Regions from separate parts of the Mus musculus genome. Here regions 2 and 3 are each linked to region 1. The links are chromatin contacts, called in public Hi-C maps. All regions are on one chromosome and are shown on one strand. Each heading gives the region's core, a stretch centred on a gene start, on an enhancer-like site or on the middle of the called end of the contact. The rest is flanking DNA. Distances are from core to core; before and after follow the strand shown.

Evidence for each region. A called contact is a pair of places that touch in the nucleus more often than the background predicts.
Region 2: a Hi-C map of cerebral cortex shows a contact between it and region 1, with 5 times the contacts expected there. The contact joins two enhancer-like sites. A contact is called at or near these places in 4 of 484 Hi-C or Micro-C datasets (the N1E-115 cell line, cerebral cortex, gonadal supporting cells and 1 more).
Region 3: a Hi-C map of cerebral cortex shows a contact between it and region 1, with 3 times the contacts expected there. The contact joins two enhancer-like sites. A contact is called at or near these places in 14 of 484 Hi-C or Micro-C datasets (the CH12 cell line, the N1E-115 cell line, cardiomyocytes and 9 more) and 2 of 115 datasets of contacts at active chromatin or transcription factors (embryonic stem cells and trophoblast stem cells).

What each region holds. Positions count from the first base shown.
Region 1 is chr12:29,127,320-29,130,512 of GRCm38.p6, forward strand. No RefSeq gene overlaps it. Among named protein-coding and RNA genes, the nearest start is that of Gm31333, 13 kb to the right of the region's middle. Within about 2 kb of position 1,747, at least 23 of the 459 cell types and tissues checked have an H3K27ac peak or open chromatin away from gene starts, as enhancers often do. A contact at or near this core is called in cerebral cortex and forebrain, where this site is marked.
Region 2 is chr12:28,836,701-28,839,774 of GRCm38.p6, forward strand. The region is part of intron 4 of Eipr1 (EARP complex and GARP complex interacting protein 1); the gene reads left to right. Among named protein-coding and RNA genes, the nearest start is that of Gm46345, 71 kb to the left of the region's middle. Within about 2 kb of position 1,706, at least 10 of the 459 cell types and tissues checked have an H3K27ac peak or open chromatin away from gene starts, as enhancers often do. A contact at or near this core is called in cerebral cortex, where this site is marked.
Region 3 is chr12:28,782,565-28,785,780 of GRCm38.p6, forward strand. The region is part of intron 3 of Eipr1 (EARP complex and GARP complex interacting protein 1); the gene reads left to right. Among named protein-coding and RNA genes, the nearest start is that of Gm46345, 17 kb to the left of the region's middle. Within about 2 kb of position 1,962, at least 61 of the 459 cell types and tissues checked have an H3K27ac peak or open chromatin away from gene starts, as enhancers often do. A contact at or near this core is called in cerebral cortex and forebrain, where this site is marked.

The DNA of each region.
Region 1 (3,193 bases), core at 497-2,996:
TGGCTTGGGAGGCTCCCAACCCTCAAAAGTACCTTCTCTCCCAGCAGAAGGCATAGTGAGGATCACCAATATCTCCCGTCACTCCTTCACTACATTACTGTCCCAGGCTGCAAAGTCACCTGGAAGTTCCCCAGCCAAGTGATTTGTCTCCAGTTCTCCCATAGAAACTCCAGCCTGGCATAATTCTTGTCACATTTGCTTTCAAATGACCTCTACTTTTTTTTTTTCTTCATCCCTCTTGATTGCTTTAGAACTTCACAAACCTGATTTACATGCCAATCACTTAGATGTGCCAGAGTTGTTAGCAGCCAGAAAGATTTTATCCCACAACAAGGCTCAAGAATGCTGCGAACTGCCCCACACTAGTCCTGAGGTCTCTGCCAAATTAACTTTTACTCACCTCTCCACTAAGCATAGTTCTGTCTGGCCTGGTGAGCCAGGCATCAACTGCCACCTTTCTCATGCCTAACTCCCTCAGTCCTCACTATCATGTAGACTTCATTCACTCTCTACACTGTCTAATTCTTCCCACTGGTTCCACGCTTTGGATCCCATGAGGGCTTCTTTAGGACAGATCTAATTTTTGCTCTTTGCCTTATGACTCCCCAGAGCTGTGAGGAACAGAACATCAGTATGTCTTATTCCTCTTATCCTTTTTTTTCTGCTAAGTCAGAGACGAATCTAAGCGATGCCTCCCACATCCCTCTTTCTCATTGTAATTCCTTCCTTGCAAGGGCATGTTCCCTATGGGTAGATAGGTCAACCTCGGTTGTATGTCTTATTACACATCTCAGGGTGCATACGACTGCCACCAGAGCTTCCTGGAAATCTCATTCCATACGTGTTATTTTCAGGTACTGTATGGTACATTTTTCAGTCCTTCCATCTCTGTTTCATGGGTTGGCCCCTTGTCACGGAGGCTCACTGTTCCATGCTACATCAGAAAAAGATGATGGTCCTGGGATCCAGGCACAGATATTCCACTCTTAGGTGGCCCAGCCTCAGCTGCATTTCTTATTATCCATGATAGACATGCAACCTCTCTTCCCAGACTCATCCTTGGATCTGTCATGTCCCAGTTCAGCTACCAATCCGTTGTGTTCTTTTTTCCAGGGAAACACAAAGAAATAGCTTTCTCCCCCGGATAGAGAACCGACATATGAAGGAAATTATTTTTTTTCCAGGTCTGGTTTGGTTGAGCCAGTGAGTTTATTAGAACTATTTATAGGCACGTAGCTGACAGGTTACTTATAGAAGCACGGTTGACTCAGAAGCGGCTGTCTCACTGTAAAACCCCACTCCATCATGGGTGATGAGTGAAAGCCCCAGCTCCAGTGTCCCAGCTGCTGGAGAATCTCAGTTGAGGGTCTGACAATGTTTCCTCTTTCCCCAATTCTAAAAGGAAATGTTAATAGCTCTCTTATGACCACAGCAGACCTTGCTATCACTATACTTCCCTGTGTATTTTGTTGCCATGGCTACAGTTTGAAGGTATTCTGAAGGCCAATGTTTGTTTAGACCTGTATGAAGTATTCCCACTATAACAAGAGCCTTGATGACCCTGTTGAGGCCCCTCATCCGTTTCTGTCTTGATGGCAGAACTCTGCTGACTTTGCTTCCATCTACTCCAACAACGGGGCCTTGGGAACCTTTGCACCTCATCCGACAGCTTCATCACTGGTGGGGATCTAGCAACATCTGCTCTGGTGAGAGAGTGGCTCCTGCTGTCTGGTCACGGTTTTGCAGGGGAGTCTGGATCTTCACCAGGGCTTCCTTTACCATACCAGCTGTGCCTCCCGCTCAGCAGCCCTGCATCGAAGCCAGCCGCTTGGAAGACACACAAGGGCACAAGGGCACGCGTCTCCTGAAGAGGGTTGAGCAGCTTTAGCCGGTTGTTGTCTCAGAGCTGAGCTTTGGTACCAGGAGCCCATGCCTTTGGAAATGGTAGAGTGAATAGGAATCCACAGAAATGTTACTGGGCATTTAGGGGAGTTCCCTAAGACTTGTCACATATTGGTCCTCTCTTGGGGTTCTTGATCTCAATAAAATAATTTGAGAATGGACTAAAAGGAAACCCCAGGGCCATTTCATTAGAATTAAAAAAAAAAAAAACAAAAAAACCTCACGACAGGCAAACTGTAAATTTTATCAGTTGCCTGGGGAAGGAGATGAGGAGGCAGAGAAACTCCATTGAACTAAGCTGGCATGAAGGTCGGCCATGTGCCAGAGAAACAGCTGTGTTCAGAGGAAGAGAAGGGAAACGGAGGATTTCAAAGAGACAGAAGAGAAGAAAGGGGAGTAATGATAACTTCCTGAGTCAGAGAGAGTAGCAGGACCTCACGGGGACTTGTAGTGGCTGGATCAGGACCAGGAATTCTTATAAGGAAAAATACATTATCTCATTAGCTGGGCAACTGTTCCTGCACCTTCTCAGTGTAGTTTAAGGTAGATTGGCCTTCCTGGAGTGGCCCCACCTTCCTAAGTGGTGGTCCCTTAGCCGGGGGCGGCCTTCCCAGCTGGATTAACTCTCTTATATTTAGGGAAGTTTGGAATTTCAGGCCTCTACACAGTCCAGGGAATTCACTTTCCCTGATGGGTATTCACAGAGCTCTGTAACAGAACCTGCAGGGAGGAAGAGAAGGAATCCTGATGTCTTAGAGATAGACATCCATCTGTCTACAGAGTCACATCCAAGGCCTGGGGCATAGAGCCAGGCCATGTCCCAGTTAGAGTCGGAGGGGAGTGTGCTGTACCTTCTGACTGACAGGTGATGTCCCCCTTGACAGATGTTCCTTTTGACAGGTACTGCCTAGCACTTCTGGCAGCTGCTTCCTGTCCCTCCTGACAAATACTGTTCCTCCTGACAGGTGCTGTCCCTCATGACAGGTGTTGTTTCTCTTCCCTTCCTGATTGACAGGTGCTGCCCCTCCTGACTGACAGGTGCTGTCTTTCTGCCCCTCCTGACTGACAGGTGCTGCCTCTCCTGACAGGTGCTGCCTTTCTGCCCCTCCTGACTGACAGGTGCTACCCCTCCTGATTGACAGGTGGTGCCCTTCCTGACAGGTGCTTCCTCTCCTGTCAGATACTGGCTCTCCTGACAGGTGCTGTCCTTCTGCCCTTCCTGACTGACAGGTGTCATCCCTCTTGACTGACAGGTGCTGCCCTTCTGATTGACAGGTGCTGCTCCTCCTGA
Region 2 (3,074 bases), core at 456-2,955, 290 kb before region 1:
GGGTCATGGGAAACAGACAGAGTTGGGACAGCAGCCTTCAGACAGCACATGGGAGTCAGTTGTGGGCAGGGCGTGAGCAAGGTGTTCCCCATCACAAGCCTTTCCGTTCAGACCACGTCCTCGTGCTGGCCCACATTTAGTACTGGGAAGGAGCAATTGCCCAAACGAAGAATTTCTGTGATTTTTTTGGTTGCCCTACAATCTACACCTTAAAACTGTACAATCTTTAGGAAACGTGTTAAACCTTTACTTATAACTTTGCCATGTTTTAGAGTTGACATGGCTAGTCCATTTTGGGCCCTACCTGAGAACATTAGTTGCAGGGCCCCAAGGGTTTCCCATGCTTCTGAACAGGAAAGACAGACAATTGTAAGGCAAGAACTCGAAGGCCTCAGCCCACTGCAGACACCTTTGAAATACCAGGAAGCCACACCAAGTTTTGGTTGTTACCGCATGTGCCTTGTGTGTATGTACGTGCATGGACGTGTTTTTGAAGGATGCTTCTAGTGACCAAAGTTGCTGCTGCTACATCTGAATGGATATCATGTGTAAGCCCAAATTTAGTCCCCAGACTTTGTATGAGTGAACACATAAAACATGGTCTGAAGAGGACCTACCGTAATCAAGGTAGACTGGTCATCATCTCAGAGACTGGGGTCCTGAACTGACCAGACAGGACAAAGTGAGCTGAGCACCAGCATCTGTCCCTGTCATGTAACCTGCACTCTCTTGCGGACACCACTTCTGCAGCCCCTCAAACTCACAGCGACCCACCAGTCTTTGCCTCCAGAGTACTGGGGTTAAAGGTGTGCACCACCATGCTGGCTTTTTTGTTTTTCTTCCCTGTTTCTGCGGAATTTTTGCTTGTAGGCTTGCACCTCAGCTTCTCGGTTGCTAATAGAAATCATTTGTGACTTTCAGATTCATAAAAATGACTTTCATTGAAATTCCTTACTCAGTGTTGAAAAAAGAAAGCTCTTTTCATGAGCATTTTCTGCCTGTGGCCTGTTAAACCACGGGACTCACACTCTCTCCTCAAAGATGTGGCTTTTGGCTACAAGGTATCTGACTTCTCTCTGCTGAGTCTTACACCCAGGAAGGGCTCCTTTTGTTGGAAGTGAGAGTGCTGTGGGCCAAGGGCAGGGAAGAGGCTACAGTGGTGTCTAGCAGCTGCTGGGATGGGAATGCAGATGCTGGTCCTGCAGGGCTGGAGCACTGTGCTCTCACAGGGAGGCTGGGGACAGGTAGAGTCACAGCACACAGAATGAGCAGGCTGAGCATTATATTTCTCCTTCTGTCAGGATGCAGCCCCCAGGAGGCCCCTTCCTGAGCTATTCTGGCCAAAGCCTGGGCCATTTTGAATTCCTCTGAACTCCTGGGTTGATATTCTGTGGGGTAATCTGTAGAGGCTGGCCGTGTGGCCTGATAGCCAAGACTGCGGCATGCTCTCTCCTCCCAGGTGCTTGTCTGTAATGTGTGAGGGGGCTTTGCCATGTCTCTGAGCGCTCCACGCCTGTTCTTGAAGATTGCAAGAAGGATGGTCATGAGGAGGGTGCCCTGGTTTGGAGCAGAGCTGTAGCATGAATTGACATTAAATGGATGGCTCGGCTATTTTACTGAGAAAAGACTCAGCATAGTGAGTCACTCTGAACAAGTGAAGCACCCTGCATCCCCACCAATCCTTTCCCTTGGGCAATAATGTAGGCAGCGTTCACCTCCCACTCACTGGGGCCTCAAGTAAATACAGTTTTATTGCATTGCGCTGCTAAGGTTTGGTCCTGTGTCGCCTCTAGCTGCTTGTGTGCATCAGAGAGCTCTCTGCTGGCCTAGAAGCCACACTGCTCTTCTGCTCCCTATCTTTTGCAGTCCAGCCCTGTGGGAGAGGCTTGATAGCACTTTCTCAAGCTGCTTGACACAGCAACTCCTAACTTTGAGATTTTCACATTTTTGTTGAACAAATTATGGATTCTGATTAATGTTGTGAATATTTTAATGGTTTTTATTTTACAGTTGATTAGATTTAAGTTCTAAAAGAAAGACTGGTCATTTCTCTCATCCCGTAATTCCTCACCCACTCAGGCCTCTGCTCCCTGAGAAGAGTGAAAGATGGAGAATGAGTCCTTGCAGGTTAGCAAGCTCCTGTAATGGGTGCCTTTTAGAGACCATGTCATAAAGAACAAGGGGCTTGCAAGAGAACTAGAGGCAACCAGTCACACTTTACAGGATGTAGAAACTATCTCGTTGTCAAGGAAATGTAAATCAAAACAGCACATATGCTTTGGAGGGGAATTGGGAGTTCTTAACAGAATGGTCAGGATCACATTTATGGGAAGCACCTCTGTGGGGAAGATCTGCAAGCACATCTGCCTGTTGAACCTGAAATTGCAGTTCTAGAACTGATTTGATCTTCACGGGTGCCAAGAAGTGTATCTCCAAGATACGTACTGCTTTACTATACAAATCAGTTGTGTGAAAAGTTGGACAGAAGCCCAGAACTGTCATATAGTAGTAACCAGATGTTAAAGACACAGAATTCTGGGGCTCGGTCGGTGGTCAAAGCACTCACTGTTCCTGCAAAGGACCTGGGTTCGATTCCTAGTGCTCACGCGGCAGCTTGCAACTGTCTGTAACTCCAGGTCCAGGGGATCTGATATCTGATGCCCATTTCTGGCCTCATGTAGTACATAGACATATTTGCAGGCAAAAAACCCATGCACAGAAAATAAAAATTAAAAAATATGAAAAAATCACAGAAATCTATATAATTTACTTCTGTGAAGCCTATAGATAGAAGTGTGTGTGTTTGACCTAGAATGACCGGGATAATTTTAAGAAAGAACAGAGATTACACAGTGATGTCAGTGACTGGTGACAATCCTCCAGGAACCTTTGTAATGTGCTATTTGTACCCTGCATGTTAGAGATGACATAGAGAGCATGTGACCCAAGCAGTGTGTCAGTCATCCCAGGAGGGGAGAATATGAGGGATGCCAGCGTTTCTAATTTCACATTTTTTAACTTGGGCATTTGACTTTGTGTGCAGAATAAGTTAAACAATTCAGTGGGGTGTCACC
Region 3 (3,216 bases), core at 712-3,211, 340 kb before region 1:
GGGATGCTGGTGATGGTGGATTACTGGTGTTTGTAGGGATGGTGGTGGTGGTGATGTTGGCAGGGGTAGAGTTAAGGATGGTGGGAGGTGATGGTGGTGGTGAAGACATGGGGATGGTGAGAAATGATGCGGAGGTGTATACATTTCTGTTCGTATGCTCTGTGTCATACAGCTGGAAGGGCTGTGTGGACGTGGTTGGGTAACTTGCCAGGGAAGTTGTGAGTGAGTGATGGACTTTGCACTGGTCCTGTGGATAAAAGGAGGTTGACTGGCAGTTTGGTGAGCACCTCAGGTTGAGCCTCCAGGCAGTCTAAGGCAAGGTAGTGTGAAGGAAGCTAGGTAGGCAATGCAGGGTTGGAGCTTTCACAGTGTGAGACTGGGCATGATAAGGTGAGCCAGGGCAGGCATTATGGGTGTTGGAGGTCATCAGAGTGACCTCATCAGAACACACAGCTAGGGTCTTTGGGATCAGGCTTGTTTCCAGGGTACTGGTTAGGGTCAGGAAAGGTTCAGGAATAGAAACAGCAGCAGGCCCAAGGCAACCGAGACAAGCCCCCAGACTGAAGCTAAGGTTGCCTAGGCTTTCTCCTCAGGCTCTTCTGCCTGTCACTCTGGACCCTTGTCTCAGCAGACAAAGTGGCGGGAGTAGAAGAGGCAATGCTGTGAAGCTAGGGAACCTCAGCAGCTGGACTTCAGGAAGAGTAAAGATGGGCTATGTCCTTAAAATTAACAGAGAACCCTGGCAGCTGGTCGGTAAATTAGAGGCTTTAAAGTCTGCAAACGACGACTTTCTGAGCTCCATCCATGGTTGCAGAAGGGCAAATGGCAGCAGATATGAGTGAGGGTGGCCAGCATACATCTCCTGCCTTATGCTTGGGCAAGATCGTCCTACATGAGGACTAGCATGAATTTTTCAGCAGAGGAAGGTGAAATGTCAGGAAGAGCGTAGATCATGTCAGCACTACATCCTCGGGAAATTAGAACCACAGGAGCTGACAGCACGAGGCACAGATGAAATACTGACTGTGTTCAGTGCTCCTGCTGGGGCCTCCTGGGCTGGTGGAGAGGGATTGTATGCACCAGGGATAGGCAGCATGCCCTCCTAGGAGCTGTGGCTAGGGACCGCTCAGGCTCTTGCTGTGGCACCTGATAATTGAGACCCTAGGGTTTTACATGCTAGCAAGGTCTGCCTTTTTCTCATCTCCTCATCCCACCAAGAGCACATTATCTCCCATTTCCTTCCAAGGCCCTGGCTTGACCCCCTTGGCACTCACCTGAAATCAAGGCACACACCAGATCAGTGTGATCAAGCCTAAGTCCTTGGTGCACATCAGAGGTGGTGAAAGAGGGAGGCAAATATAAGGTTTACTCTGGCTTGTTGGCTCTCTGTACCCCAGGCAGGGGGTTGGCCCTCCCTCAGATGGCTCATCTACAGTGGGCTTGTGTAGACCCCAGGCTCTGGCTTGCAAGGACCACACCATCCCTCCCTCTATAACCTTACCTCTGGCCCCTTCCTTCCGTCACCTCCCTCCATAGAGCTCCAAAGTTCTCAGGCTCATATTGTACGGATTATTGCTGAAAGCGAAAAGTATATTCAACATCAGGCTTTTGTAAGATCCCCAAATTGGCGTTCTATAAAATTGTGGTGAGGCTGACAGCAGCCAGACTGACTGAGACTCTCTTCATAGCATTTCACAAGGGGAGGAGCTGGGTCATAGGGCCTGTATCCCTTGCTGTGGACCCTCAGAGCCTCCCTTCTACCTCACTTTTGGCTATTAAGGCTGTCCTACTTTCTGTTCATTGTGCTATGGGTACAGCCACGTTGGAACAGCTGTTGGCCAACCAGTGTGAAGTCCTGGCCTCCCTTGAAATTGTGTGGGGAAGGCAGGCAGTAGACAGCTAGCTGTTCACCAGAGTAACCTTGGTGCAGGGGCATGGTGGTGTGCCAAGGCCCGGGAATCCCCCTAGTGGCTATCACGATGAGTACAGAAGGCTTCCAGGGAGTGCCAGTGGGAAGGTGGGTGGTGTGGTAAAGCTGATGCTGAATTTGGAGCAGCAGCTTGAAGCTGTGTAGCCTGCAGGTCACCTTGTCATGCATGTGAAGTTCACTGTGTGACTGGCTTGGAAGACAGTCTTCTACAAACAACTCAGGAGGAAGAGTCGACAATCTAGTTTCAAATTCTGTTTTCTGTTTTTAAAATCAGCACTCTGTCTGCTTTAGGGTGGCATGTGTGTGCTTTGCCACCAGTGTAGAAGTCGGCAAGCAGGGCTTGGGATCTTTCTCCTAGGTACTGCCAGGGATGCCCTCATCGCGCTAGAGCTAGGAGTTCAGGAAGTGATTTCTCTTGCTGTGTACTGAGAGGCTTTCAAATGGCTTGGAAACCTCAGGCCGCCCAGGGAGTATTCTGTATGCAGTGTCTTGAGTTCATTGCGCTCTGGAGAGTTTGCTACAGTGTGTGCAGGCTCAGGAGCCCCATTAAAAAGTCTCCTACATTCTGCCTCACTGCGTCTGGCAGCTCCCTCTACCCAAGTCTTCCTGTGGTCCTGTCACGTCCTAATTAATGCGCAGCCCCACCTCCTGGCCTCTTGACCCATTTGTTCCCATTCCCTTGTGTTCTAATGAAAACACCTGCCACAGCTGAGGCCCAGGGTAATATAAATGGTGGAATCAAACATCGGGGGATACATGATTAGTCCTCCCTTGACTCTGTGACTGTTTCTATATTGCACCTTTCAGTTTGTCACCTGAGCCAACATTTAGTCAGTCTGAATTGGGAGGAAGAATTTTGATCTAACTGTTAGACCAGTGTTGCAAGACCAGGTGTATCTTCTCAAAGTTGTTTTGTTTCTAACACAGTTCTGGTCTGTTAGGCAGGTGATAGTCCTGGCCCCTTTTCAGTTCCCAACAATTACCCTCCACTTGCTGATCAGCCTGACCTCCCTGGAAGGAGGGAAAGGGTCTCAGGTTTCACAGCCTGGATTGGGAGGTCCCAGCATTCATACAGATCCCGTGGCTTGTTCATGGGTGAAGCTCTGTGCTTGTTAATGAGAGGAGGATGGGAAAAGAGATGGGTGTCTGTTGTCATATACCTTATCTCATGGAAACTGAGTCTCAAACTCCAGAGGGTTCATAGGCACCTCAGGGCTCCCTAGACTATCCTAAGCAGACTTGGTGGCCCTAGCCTCCTAAATGAGAGCAGGCCTCAGTGTTTTTCC